Linked DNA regions of Triticum aestivum: region 1 is linked to region 2. The links are chromatin contacts, called in public Hi-C maps. All regions are on one chromosome and are shown on one strand. The core of a region is the stretch at or near the end of the contact, and the rest is flanking DNA. Distances in the headings are between cores, read along the strand shown.

The links. A called contact is a pair of places that touch in the nucleus more often than the background predicts.
Region 1: a contact with region 2 is called in a Hi-C map of leaf, with 2.7 times the contacts expected there. The contact joins the promoter of LOC123144927 here to the promoter of LOC123141561 in region 2. A contact is called at or near these places in 2 of 5 Hi-C or Micro-C datasets (both in leaf).

Annotation. Positions count from the first base shown.
Region 1 is chr6D:329,507,339-329,511,095 of IWGSC CS RefSeq v2.1, reverse strand. It overlaps LOC123144927 (WD repeat-containing protein 44), which reads right to left and starts at 2,195. Exons shown (of 7, transcript XM_044564199.1): 1 at 431-2,195. The coding sequence starts at 1,768.
Region 2 is chr6D:329,149,387-329,153,002 of IWGSC CS RefSeq v2.1, reverse strand. It overlaps LOC123141561 (ethylene-responsive transcription factor ERF054), which reads left to right and starts at 2,059. Exons shown (of 1, transcript XM_044560670.1): 1 at 2,059-3,616. The coding sequence starts at 2,257.

The DNA of each region.
Region 1 (3,757 bases), core at 946-3,445, 360 kb before region 2:
TGATCAAGCCAGAAAGTAGAAGAACAGTTCTTCTACCTAGCCCCCGGGGTGGCCACAGTCTCTACCTCTCTCAAAAGTCCTAGTTCATAAGTCTTTTGCTTCAACATCAGATTGCCTAATCCTGAACCAGCTAGATTTACATTTCTAATACCAGCATTGTACACCAGATCAGGATGCCAACTTGACAAGGTAAGACAACGTGGTGTCCCTAGTCTGGTTTTCCATTTCTAAATACAGAAATGTACTCCCTCCGTAAAGAAATACTAGACTTTTTAGATCACTAGAGAGGGAGTAGTTATTATCTAATCACTGGGACTATTGTCCATTCTGAACTTCATTCTACTTAAAGCACATTCTGCATCTCAAGTTTACACTCAAAACTAGTATTCACACATTGAATTGAAGCAAGACTACAACGTGTTAGCTTTACCTGAGATTTGGACCAGCAGAGATCAAGCACATCCTTTAAATGCCCTGCGAAGGTTATAACAGGCTTCTCAGACAGTGCAAACACATGCTCTGGCACCATCAGCTGGTCTGAGCCCCCAGATCTCCGACTGTGCAGATCCTTTGCCGGCAGCTTCTTCTCCCAATGGCTGCCCTCTGTAGCAACAGATGCTAACATTGGCTCCGGTGACTCATCACATACCATGGCAGCGAAAGGATTGCAGGTCCCATTATCTTCCACCTCCCTCTCCTCCTTCATCATTCCAGAGTGCAACACCTCCCAAACATGGATCACGCAATCCTCTCCAGCAGTTGCAAGGTATCGCCCATCAGGACTAAACTTGATGCTCCAGATGGACCCTTTGTGCCCATGTATCTGCTGGTTCATGAACAGGCCAGTGAGCTCCTTGTATGACTTGCCGTTGTGCCGCACCTTGACACGGTCTGGACCATGGCGTGCAACACCATCCTGGCTGTCTTCTGTAGCCGAGCTGGAGTGGCGGCCACCCTTCTCTGAGGACGTGTCCTTATCGTCGCCGCGGCGGTCACGTGAATAGGTGACCATGGAGCCAGCCGCACTGCGGATGGTGTGGAGCCAGCTGCTGCGCCGCCTAGAACGTGCCCCGCCATTGCTGGAGCCGGAGCTGGACCTCTCCATGGGGGTGGAGGCGCCACTTTGGGAATTGGAGTTTGGGTTGGAGTTGGTGACGCTTTGGCGGCGCATGAGCTCCTGGACGATGGGGGAGCGGCCGATGAATAGCTCGAACTCCTCCACGGTAAGTTGGCGGCCGGTACCAACCTCGCGGAGCCCGGACTCCTCCCTCACCACGAACTCGCTGCCGTCGTCGAGGTTCCTGATCAAGCAGCTTGGGTCCTCCTCGACCGCCTCCAGCGTGGCACTGGCATCTGATGCGTCGGACGAGGTGGGGCGCAAACGGCCGCCTCCAACCGGAGGCTTCGCGGTGGAGGCCCCGTCCGATCTGGACCGCGAGACGGGAGAAGCCGGCCGCGGTCCCACATCGTCGTAGGAGGCGGATCGGCCCATCTCGAATCGCGCGAGGGAAGGGTCCCCCGCGAGCCCCATCAGCTGGAGCAGGCGGTGGCGGCGCTCCTGGATGGGCGCCGGCTGGGAGGTCCAGAGGTCGAGCGCGGCGGCATCGTAGCGGCGGCTGCGGCGCGGGAGGTCGCCGCCGTCGTCGTCCGAGGCGGAGGCGGAGGTGGAGGAGGCCGAGGAGGAGAGGATGCGGTCGAGCGACTCGTAGAAGAGCTCCTCCGTGTCCTCCTCCCCCTCCTCCCCCAGCACCTCGTCTTCCACGCTCATCGCGCCGCCGGCATTGGCCGCTGCCGCGGAGATCGGGGCCGCGCGCGCGCCCGGGGTGCTCGAGGAATTGCGCGACAGTGGGAGGGGGCGGCGTGGGCGAGGCGAGGGGGGGGGAAGGGGAGGGATGGCGAAGTCGTAGCAGCAAAGTGGCGTCAGATCCAGCAGTTGGCCACTCCCTGCCGCGCGCGACAGCTTAATCGCGACCCGCTGTTGCCTCCCTCCTCCCTGATCCTCTCCTTTCCTTTCCCCCGCCGTCTTACTTAAGGGTGGTTGGCGCTCGCGTCGCCGTCGCTGCTGTCCTCGCGGTAAAATGTCCTCTCCTCTCCCTCACCTGCGCTCATGGTGGTGATGGTGGTGCGGTGTCGTTACTGCCTGCCGGTTTCTACTGTGTAGTGTGTGTACTGCCCGGTGGTAACTGGCGGAGGCAGAGGCAGAGGCGAAGCGTTCTCCGCTCGGGACGGGCGAGTTAAATTCGGGTGCCGTCGGGGCCAACCTGGCAGTGAGGGAGTAAATTTTGTTCCGTCCGGTCCGACAGGGGTAACAACCGCCCGCGCCGTTTCCGATCGCAGCCGTGTCGCTGGTGTTTTTATGACGCCGCTCTGTGGACAAGGCGACGAGATGATTGCATTCACGGCTCGCCGTAGCAGTAGTACAATTGTTTTGCCCTTCCTTTTTGTGCGGATGCTATGCGCCGGTCGACCGGCCCAAATTTCGGCCGATCGCGGTGCTGCCATGTTGGATGTTGGATAATCTCTCTTCGTCTTCGATCTGAACACAACACTCGTAGGAATCACGCCACCAGCGCTCGCCGGCAACCCGTGTTGTCGCACTCGCTCCGCGCTTGTCCTCAACCATGTGCTCGCCGGCAACCCGCGCGGCCCCGTGCTCGCCCTCATGTCGATTCCAGTGCGTCTGAGTGCCGGTTGTGGCATGCCGGTCTCTAGTCGTCGCGTGTCATCGTCGTGTGTCGTTGTCACCGTAAGCAAGACCACTGCCTCCCGCAGCCCCGACGACGGTTGCAGCGCAATCTCGTGTCGATCGTAATTTGGACAGTGTTTGTGCCGGTTGCAGCAAAACAATAACATGGTTCCGGAAAAACAATACCATAGTCCAATAAAACACAAAAAATGCATGGTTCCAACAAAACAAATGCATGGTTTCAACAAAACAAATCATGGTTTCAACAAACTCGCCAATCCCAACAAAAATAATGGCTCATCGTCGATGGCTCGCAGCAAAAATTTCGGCCGGTCCCATAAAAAAAAACTAGTTTCATAAAGAAATGGATCGCCATCCCCGGTCGCATCACGTCTGTCCTAGCAAAACAACTCGTCGGTTGTAGCTCAATGTTTTGTCGGTTGCAGCATGTTCGATCGGCCTCTGTGTCATCACCTCGCTCCAGCATCGACGATTGCCGGTTGCAGCACAGGTGGCCACCGTCTTCGGCTCCCTGACGTATCGCTTGTAGCACTGGGCACCTCCGATTCCAGTGAAATGCAGCCACACCCCTGAGCGCCACATTGTCGTCTGATAAGTCTCCAACGTATCTATAATTTTTTATTGTTCCATCCTATTATAGTATCAATCTTGGATTTTTTTTATATGCATTTACAAGCAATTATATATATAATTTTTAGGACTAACCTATTAACTTGGTGCCCAGTGTCAGTTGATGTTTTTTGCCTGTTTTTAGTTTTTCAGAATATCAGTACGAAACGAAGTCCAAATGTCACAAAACATTTTAGAGATTTTTCTGGACATAAGAGACCCCGGAAGCTTCGGGAGAGGATCAGAAGATGGAGCAATGGCCCACGAGGCATCAAGGCGTGCCTAGGGGGTGGGGCGCGCTCTGGTGGCTCATGGGGCCCACGTGGCTCCGTTTGACCTATCTCCGCCTCTATAAATTCTCTAAAATCGAGAAACCAACATAGAGCCAGCCGAAATATTTTTCCCCCCACAAATTTCTCTTCTCGTGAGATCTCATCTGGA
Region 2 (3,616 bases), core at 810-3,309:
ACAGTTTCTGGAATATTATGGTTTACAAAACTTCGGTTTTTGTTGAAGCCAAACACATCGAAGTATTCAAAACCAAAGTTTTTTTTTCGGAAACCACGGTATTCTAGAAAAACTACAAAAATACTTTGCATCCAAACGCACCCTAAACTTCTTTGTTGAGTGATAAAAAGAAGCTGCGCTTACACATGCATAGATCCTAACTCGAGTCGCTAATTCATGAAACACGACGCAGATAGGATGAATGGTAGAGGAGGAGCGCGGGCGTATATGTTCCCTTCTCAAGCTTTTGCTAGTGTGTGTCGTGGAGGGATCGATCTTATATGTTGGTCCAACACACTTTTCACTGGCGGAGTTAGACTAAACCTTTAACATCTATGAAGGGAAACATCGGATAGAAGCTGCGTCAATTAATTTGAATTAGAGGGATTAGAAGAATATATCGTGTAACGGAACGGCTAGATATTCAAAGATGAAGCACCTTCTTTGAAAGGGGGAACTCAAACCTGATTTTGTCTTGGTTCATTGAGCCAAGCATAAGCACTTCACTCAGTTCAATCACCGGATACATCTGAACTTATATGTTCTTTTCATTTGCCTTTTCTTTTAGCTTCACTGTAAATACCCCTTGTACCATATTTTATTTTTACAATATAATACAGCAGGACACGCTGTCTTGTCCGTAAAACAAAAATCTCTAGTATGAGGTAAAAGTTAAACCTCCAATAATACTGCCATGCCTGACACTGATGAGCATAATGCTGGAACCGAAACTGGGAGGAGGTTCATACGCTCGAGCATTTGATGAGCATAATGCTGGAACCGAAACTGGGAGGAGGTTCATACGCTCGAGCATATTCTCGGAGCACAATAAACTAATACAGCCGTTCTCACAATACTAGCCACTATCAAGTGGTCAACGCATTGTTATGCAGTTTAAGAGTTGCTTGCTGCGGGGATTAAAGCATGGTGATCTCATCTCTGGCTCTGCTTATGTTGCGTATAGGAGAAGGAATCGTTTCTGTACGAACATACTGTATATTGTTCACGCAGTTGTTCCCAGAAAAATATTCCTGCAGCCACCTTGCATCTTTTCGTAGCTACGAGTAATTTTAAAGGAGAAATTCCCAAGTAACTACGAAAGGTGGTGACAAGTTACACTCACACACCAATAGCCGGAATCAACATTCCAGAACGCCTTTCACACCATTCCCAGCAGTACATCACCGAACATGCATCAGATTCGCAGGAAGAGAAAAAGGCGTGGTTGGCAGCGGCACGTGTTGCCAGAATGGACCATAGACAGACAGTTTAGTAGTAAAAGACAAGGTCCTAAACTAGGGGGAAATTCCTCGGCCAGTTCTTTTCTGAGACGATAAGCCGATTGGTTCACTAGTTAAAGTAGCTAATCCACTGGCCTTTCGGCATATGCAGCCCCATGCATGCAATTGTTATTAGTAGTACTCCGTAGCAAATGCAAAGATCTTCCGCCAGTCCTGCGTCGTCTGCAAACCATACACCTGGGCTCCTCTCGTTGATTGCAGATGGAGCACACAGTACTCAATGATTGGAAGAAAAACCTGTCGGAATATTGGAGAAGCGGTACCAGCTTAACAACTGGAAGTGATAGGCATTCTCCTACTCGGTCAGCCTAGCAACAAGAAGTCGATTTTGGAGCCGAGAAGAATGAATAATGGGGCCCCGGCCGAGATGGGATTGTAGTGCAAGGAAAGCAACGGACGGATCACTCCAAGGCCAGTGCCGTCCGTGCAAAGCCGCGGCACCAAACCGAAAGCTACGTCCGCGTTCCAGCGCACGCCTCGCGATCCGTGCGGGCCTCCGCCGGCCGTCGCACACATCGCGAGGTCCGCCGTGTCGCCGGTAGGGGCTCGCTGACGGGTCAATGCGCGTGGGGCCCGATCACCGTCCACGACCCCGTTCGCGCCACACAGCGACAACCGCCTTTTTCGTTTTCACCCCCGTGGAACATCCCCGAGCTCTCCAAAAATATCTCGCCCGCCCACCTTTATAAGCCCGTCGCGGCCGGCCGATCTCTCCAAATCAGATCAGAACAACGCGCCCCATTGGCTCCCCTCCTCCTCCCCCGCGCACGCGCGCCCCGCAGCTTCTCTCGTTCGCCACGCAGCTTCTCTCGTTCGCCACGCAGCTTTGTACAGCTCGTACGTTAGTTGCTTGGGCGGCGGCGGCGGCCGGGTTAAATTCAACCGGAGGATTCGCGCGATCGAGCGAGTTGTTGGAATGGATGCGGCGGATAGTGGGGGCCGGCGCGAGCGGAGATGGAAGGGGAAGGCCGCGAGCTCGGCCGCGGAGAAGCAGCAGCAGCAGCTGGCGCCGGTTTTAGAAGACGCGCCGGCGGCCGCATTGCTCCCGCCGCTGAAGAAGATGCGGAGCCCCGACTGCCGCCTCCGCCGCTCCGTGTCCTCGCTGTCGTCGGCTCCTGCTTCCCCTGACTCCTCCTCTGTTTCCAACCCCCTCTCGCCGCCCGCGACGTCCTTGCCGCTCCACGCGTCGTCGACGCGGCAGATATTCCCGTTCGCGTACGATCCGTCCCCGGCGGCGGCCCCGAGGCTCCTGCAGCTGTTGCGGTACTCCTCCAGCCTGTACCAACAGCCGATGCTGCCGCAGCAGCTGCAGCAGCAGCAGCACACACCTTCGCAGCACCCGCAGATGATATCCTTCGGCGATGCCCAGCAGCAGCAGCAGCAGCAGTTCGAGGCGGCGGCGGCCTTGATCCCGCCGCAGTACATGGCGCCGGAGGCGCTGCGCTACTGGAGCGCGGCCCTGAACCTGAGCCCGCGAGGCGTGCTTGGCGGGGTCGTGCCGCCGGCGCTGTACCAGCACCTGCTGCGGCCGCCTGGCCCGGCCAAGCTGTACCGCGGCGTACGCCAGCGTCACTGGGGGAAGTGGGTGGCGGAGATCCGCCTGCCACGGAACCGCACGCGCCTGTGGCTCGGCACCTTCGACACCGCCGAGGACGCGGCCATGGCGTACGATCGCGAGGCCTTCAAGCTGCGCGGCGAGAACGCGCGGCTCAACTTCCCCGACCTCTTCCTCGGCAAAGGCCGCTCCGGCGGCAGCGGCCGCACCAGCGCCAGCGCTGCGGCGTCGGCCTCCTCCTCCTCCACGTCCGCTCCGCCGACGCCGGACGAAACCCATGCGCAGCAAGCTCAGCTGCTGCTCCAGCGTGAACAGCAGCAACAGCACACGGACGGGCAAGCGAACACTGGACCGAAACCTCCGCTCTCCGCAGCAGAGCAGGACGGCCAACCGGAACCAGAGCAAAATCCTCAGCTCCAGAACGCAGAGCAACATTGCAGCGACGGCAGCACGGCCATGATGCAGCAGGCTCCAGTGACCCCCGGCGGCGTCTGGGGCCCCGCCGACGACGCATGGTTCAGCGCGTGGGGCCCGGGCAGCTCTGTCTGGGACTACGACATGGACAGCGCTCATGGCCTCTTACTCCAGTCTCGCTTCGCCGGTGAGCAGGCCGGCATGGACTACGTCCCCAGTGCGCCGGAAGCCCACGTGGCACCGGCGGCAGGGACAGGCACGGCCTGTGGCGCTCCCCCTTCTCCTCTTCCTCCTCGTCCTCCCTTCA